Regions from separate parts of the Columba livia genome. Here region 1 is linked to region 2. A link is a contact called in public Hi-C data. All regions are on one chromosome and are shown on one strand. The core of a region is the stretch at or near the end of the contact, and the rest is flanking DNA. Distances in the headings are between cores, read along the strand shown. Region 1 holds the start of MARCHF8 (membrane associated ring-CH-type finger 8). Region 2 overlaps MARCHF8 (membrane associated ring-CH-type finger 8).

What was found. A called contact is a pair of places that touch in the nucleus more often than the background predicts.
Region 1: a Hi-C map of crop shows a contact between it and region 2, with 2.1 times the contacts expected there. The contact joins the promoter of MARCHF8 here to the enhancer-like site in region 2. A contact is called at or near these places in 2 of 2 Hi-C or Micro-C datasets (crop and liver).

Annotation. Positions count from the first base shown.
Region 1 is chr6:18,089,084-18,091,783 of bColLiv1.pat.W.v2, forward strand. It overlaps MARCHF8 (membrane associated ring-CH-type finger 8), which reads right to left and starts at 1,404. Exons shown (of 11, transcript XM_065067334.1): 1 at 1,186-1,404.
Region 2 is chr6:18,005,259-18,007,958 of bColLiv1.pat.W.v2, forward strand. MARCHF8 (membrane associated ring-CH-type finger 8) reads right to left here. Exons shown (of 11, transcript XM_065067334.1): 7 at 1,384-1,463; 8 at 235-1,080. Among named protein-coding and RNA genes, the nearest start is that of ALOX5, 15 kb to the left of the region's middle. Within about 2 kb of position 1,358, at least 1 of the 3 cell types and tissues checked has an H3K27ac peak away from gene starts, as active enhancers do.

The DNA.
Region 1 (2,700 bases), core at 154-2,653, 84 kb after region 2:
TTCTTCAGACCAACTCGCCTCTTCCACCCCATCTTCCTTCCAAAATCTCTTTCCACCTCCACTCAAACTCTACCTAAATTGTCCCTTCTACGTTTATACTGCCTGATTATTTCACAAATTTGCTGTGCTCAGAAGTACACAGGTCCTTTGCCAACTACAAAGCCTGAGCTGTCTGCTCTCTCACACTGCAGTTTGAAACAAGTGGATTTCGCATTGGCATGTTATAATTCAAGCTTTGTTTGCACTACCAGCATGCTAAAAAAGAAGAAAAGTTAAAGTGTTACAGTTCAGAACAACTTGAGCATTACTCTATTTGCCAGCTATCTCCAGGAAGCATGAAGGAATTCCGACTATTTCTCAGTCTGCCGTGAAACTTCATGACTCGTTACGAACACGTTGCGACCAGCACATCTTGCATGCAGTTTTACCTCTGGTATATCTTTGTTCCACATCACTAACTGAACGCAAATTCAGGTCCTCCTCCAAATCGCAGACCCGGTGCAGACACAGAGCCTTTCTCAGCCAGCTGATCCGCTCTCGTTTCTCCCGAGCAATGCTAATGCTCCCGGCGCCAGCGCACACAGACGAGCTAAGGCTGAGCAGACAAAGACGACGGAGGTGGAAAAGCCTCTTACCAATGAATTAGGTGTCGCTTCCCCAGCTCCGACAGAGGAACAGCCCTCACCCTCCGAGCGGCTCCGCGCCGGCCAGCGACGGGAGGCTCCGCCGCAGCCCCCGCCCCGCGGGCTGCTGGAGGCGACCCCCGCGGCCGCGCCGCGCTGCCCTGGCCGGCACGCCACGCCACGCCACGCCACCGCGGCCGGTCCCCCGGGGAGCAGCTGCGGGCCGGGCCACGCCGCCCGCGTACAGCTGCCTGTTGCTCGCCGTCGGCACCGACCGACTTCCAGGAGGTGCTGCACCTGCGGGCGGGCGGTCCCGCCGCCGGACCCGGAGGGACGAGGTGGTGGCCGCGGGTCCGACCCAGCGGCGGCCGCAGGGCAGCGCCCCCCGGGGCAGGCGGACCCCGCGCCGGCCGAGCGGCACCGCGGGCAGCCCTCCCCGGGCCAGCCCCGCGGCGGCGACGCCGGCGCCGGCCTCCTCACGCCGGAGGGGCGGCGGACCCCGCTCGCCCCCTCGGAGGAAGCGGCGGCGGCTCCCCGCGGCCAGGGCGGCGGCCAAGCCTACCTTGGTGCCCTGCACAGGGCCCGGGCCGGCGGCTCCTCCTTCGGCTGCGGCGGCTATTGCTGCTACCCATGCCCGGGGCCGGGAGGCGGCGGGCCGTGGCGCCGGGGGCTTCGAGGCTCCTGCGGGGCCGGGGCCCCCCGGGCTCCCTCGCCCAGCTCCTGTTTACCGCGGCTCCCCGGCCGGCCGGGCTGCCTGTCACCGCGCCGCCCCGCCCCGGCCCGCCCCCGCCGCCATGGCCCGGAGCAGGACGGGGAAGCGAGGCGGCCGCACGGCGCCGGGGCCGCGGCTCCCCCTGCGGGACGGTGACTTACCGGGAGCTGCGAGGTGAAAATCGACAGCGAAGCGATCGGTTTCCAGTTGTCGTGAACTTTTACTCTCACCCTTACCTCCTGCTGCCACAAACGGTGATGCTAATGTCATGTCCGAGGGGCTTGTTCTTTAGTCTTTAGCAGAAGTAGATAGGTGAACTAACATCACAAGGTGCCCCGTAACTTTTAAAAAGTGTATATATGCTGTAAGCCTGAAGATGCCCTATAGCCACCTTCATAAGGTGTTTTGTATTAGTTATTCACCTGCATGTATTGATTTACCATCAGAAGATTATGTAAACAAAAAGTACTAAAAGGATGCTAATGAAGTTTACCCCATAGCTATATCTGGGTGCCATACTCTCTGTTGCTGTTTTACTCTTCCATTGTGAAAGTCGCACACCTCAGTCATTTCTTCCCAAAGAGGAATCTCCTTGGGAATGTCCTGAGGTATACTGGAAGAGGTGAGCCAGGACAAGAGGTGAATTATACGGGGGAAAAAAGCAAAGTGAGAGTTTAATGAGCAAATGCAACTGGAGAGATTTCCTCTGTCCAGACATGGTATCTGTCCCGCTGGGGAATAAGTGGAAAAGAGGTGGAAGTCAAGCAGCCCCGCTGAACTCTTTGTCAGTACAGCACAGACAGAAAAGCAGATGCTATTAAGAGAAAAAACTGACAGAAAGCAAGCAAAGCTGCTGACTTAACATGCAAGTTCATTCACTAGACCTAGTCCAAGTTTTTCATCTCCCAAGTCTGCACTTTTTCACATCAATTAATTTACAGGACTCCAGGGAGATTACATTTACCCTTAGAAAACAATGAGAAAACCATAAAATGAGTAAGGTAAACCCTTTTGATGCAGAGTACAACCACCCCCTACAGAAAAATGACATAATAGTTTTTCAGAGCACAGAGAAGCTGGGCTGAAATTCTTTCACTACATTTCAGAGTTAGGACCCAGCACACCCATGAAGTGAAGGTAGAGAAGCACCGCCCACAGACCACACAGCGTGTCTTCCAGGGAGAATGTGTCTACAGCTCCTATTTAGTCCTATGAAGACTGAAGTTAAAAAACAGATATTTAGATTGTATCCCCTTTTAAGACAGAGTATGGTAGCTTGCACATGTGATTATAATTGTGTTCTCTTAGGAGGCAGTTTATCGTAATGCTGGCCTGTAAAGAAAATCAGTTCCCATCCAAAGCTGT
Region 2 (2,700 bases), core at 108-2,607:
CAAATTGCAAGAGAATTTATTTAAATCCACAGGAAATGATTTTGCTTAGTAGCCTTGTTAAGTGCCTCAGAGGGGTGCAGGACAGCAGCGAGAGGACTGCATGCTTCAAATCACACGTATTAAAGCAAGGTGACAGGGTGAAAGACAGAAGGAACACAAAGGCAGGGGGAAAGCAGAACGGCCACCATCACACATGGGAGGGCTTGAAGGTAGGTGGTTCTCTGGTAAACCAACCTGCATGTATCCCCCGATGTGGACACAGGGGAGAGGGGGGGGAAATTTTCTGAGAGGGGGGAAGGGCAGTCAAGGTCACTGTCCTTCTCAACTGAACAGAGCGGTGCGCGCTGCTCTTTTGTTTTCAATTTCACTGAGGTGCTGTCCTCAAAGACGTCATCATCTCCCATTTCATCAGAGCAGAAGTCCGTGCTTTCCACCAGCACACTGGAGGATTTCTCAGCTTGGAAGTGACTGGAATAGCTCTCCAGTTCATGGAACTTATGCAGGCTGCTGGTGCTGGAGGTGTGGGAGAAGGAAAAAAGGTAGCGCAACAGTTTTTTGCTCCTTGAGGTGTCATGGTCCACTTTGTCCTCCAGCAAGGGGATATGCACAGCGCTGTGGTTCTCCGCTCCTCCTGATGCACTTGAGTAGTTGGAAAGGGAAGGGATGTAGGAGTGCTTAGAATTGCTAAAAGAAAGAGGCCTGAGATTTAGCGGTTTCCTCTCTTTAAGATGAAATTTGTTAATCCTTAAACACTGCTCTTGAGTCGGGATCAGTTTGCCTTCTGAGCGTGTTCGCTCCACATAGTCAAAGCACTCACTGGTGCTCTGCGCCTTCTGGTCCACGTCATTGAGGGACTTGGAGAATTTCAGAGTGCGGGTGGGCTTTACATTCTTAGCAGACCTGAGTGCCTGGCCCCGATCCTGCCCACGGGAGTTTCTCTTTGCTGCATGTAACGTGTCCTGACAGATTACTGTCACAGTGACCCCTTGTGTCAGAGGGCTCTGGCAGTGAGGATTTTTCAAGACAACAGCAGACTGCACTGGACTTTGATGACAACACTCAGAAAACACTGCACTGGAACTGCATGCAGAACAGTGGAATAAAAGCACAGAAAGTAAAAAACAATTACATAAGAGAACACACAATTAAAAGTGAAGAAACGAGAATTACGGCTAGTGTGGGAACAGCAAACATAGCAGGGCCAAACAGTCAGTGGGATTCAACCGAACAGTGTTAGACAGCAGTTATGTCAAACAAATGAGATGCTTCAAATGGCAACCCCACATTGCTTACTTCCCCATACATGTGCTTTTTCAGTTTTGGTTTTGCTTAATTTAACCCTCACACGGGCCTCACTGTAGCCATGCAAACAACAGACTTTACCTGCAGATGTCCTGGTTGGATGGGGTAACAGAAGTCCGAGAGAAGCTATGAGGGGCAGAGACAGAGGTTGGACTTCCAGCCTGCAGTGAAATTAAAACAAACAGCAAGTCACAAGTCAGAAGAGTTTGGTACACACAGCAACTGCCCTCAGGGTTAAACACAGCATATGGAGTCAGATATAATTCTGTATCAGACAGTCAAGGGCTAGTTGCAAGAAAGTGGCTTTACTGTCAAATGCAAAAAAGGGAGGTCATGCAGTCTCATCCTTGGAAAAGTAGTAAGTTGAACAGAAACATTTTACCCCAAGGTCAAATGCAGCCATCTCTGGAGTGGAACCTGCCAGCTGTCAAACATTGCACAGAACAATAGCTTAGGAAATGAGCAATGCTACGGTAATCAGAATTAGATGGAGGTGTGTGTATAGACTAGTTGGAATTTAGCTACCACATAATAGCTAATCCTTCCACTTATAATGATTACAAGACATTAGAGGCCTGTTGTGTATTTTTTTTCCCCACAAGACAGAACCACCAGTAATTCAGAAACTCAGACACTATTTGGAGACTTATTTTCCATACTAGCATAGGCACATGAGCACCATCTGCCAAACCAGACCATTTCCTGAAGTACTCTTCATACTTTGTGAAGCCTTTCATCCTGCTCATTCTCAGACAGGCTATTCCACCTACTTGGAGAAGAGGTGGGGCAGCAGTCACGTTTGTGAGACCCAATAAGAGCACAGTGAGAAATAAAATAACTGAAGAATTCAGCTGCACTCAAAAAGATAAAGCTAAGCTCTTGGCATATTTAACACTTAACAGACAAGCCTCTAAAATCAATACGGTAAAAACCATCAGTCTCATAGCTGGAACTCAATGGGCTACTGTTATAGGCATTTTCTGCCACTATATTCTGTGGGCCATTAACAAAAACTACTCAACTTCTCCTAGAGGTTTTGGCAAGGAGGAGACCTGCACTGATAACTTCATAGTAGAGAATCTTTAAACCTGGTTCTCCCATGTTCCACAGGTGTTGGATAGGCTGTGCCACTCACCCACTGCTGCAAAACGCTGCTTGCATTTCAAAATTCAAACAAAGTTTACAGCTCTTTTCATCTGCAAAGCAAAGCCTGAAACCCAGGAAGGAACAACACAATCAGCAGAACAACAAAAGTATCAACACCAGGTGGGGCTGCACAAAAACCAGCACAGCCAGCCAGACCTGAGCCAGGCAGGTGCACAAAGCCAGACTAGGAGAGACCTCAGGTCACAAAACGTGTGTTGCCACAAAAGCACTCAGTGCTCTATACTTGACAGG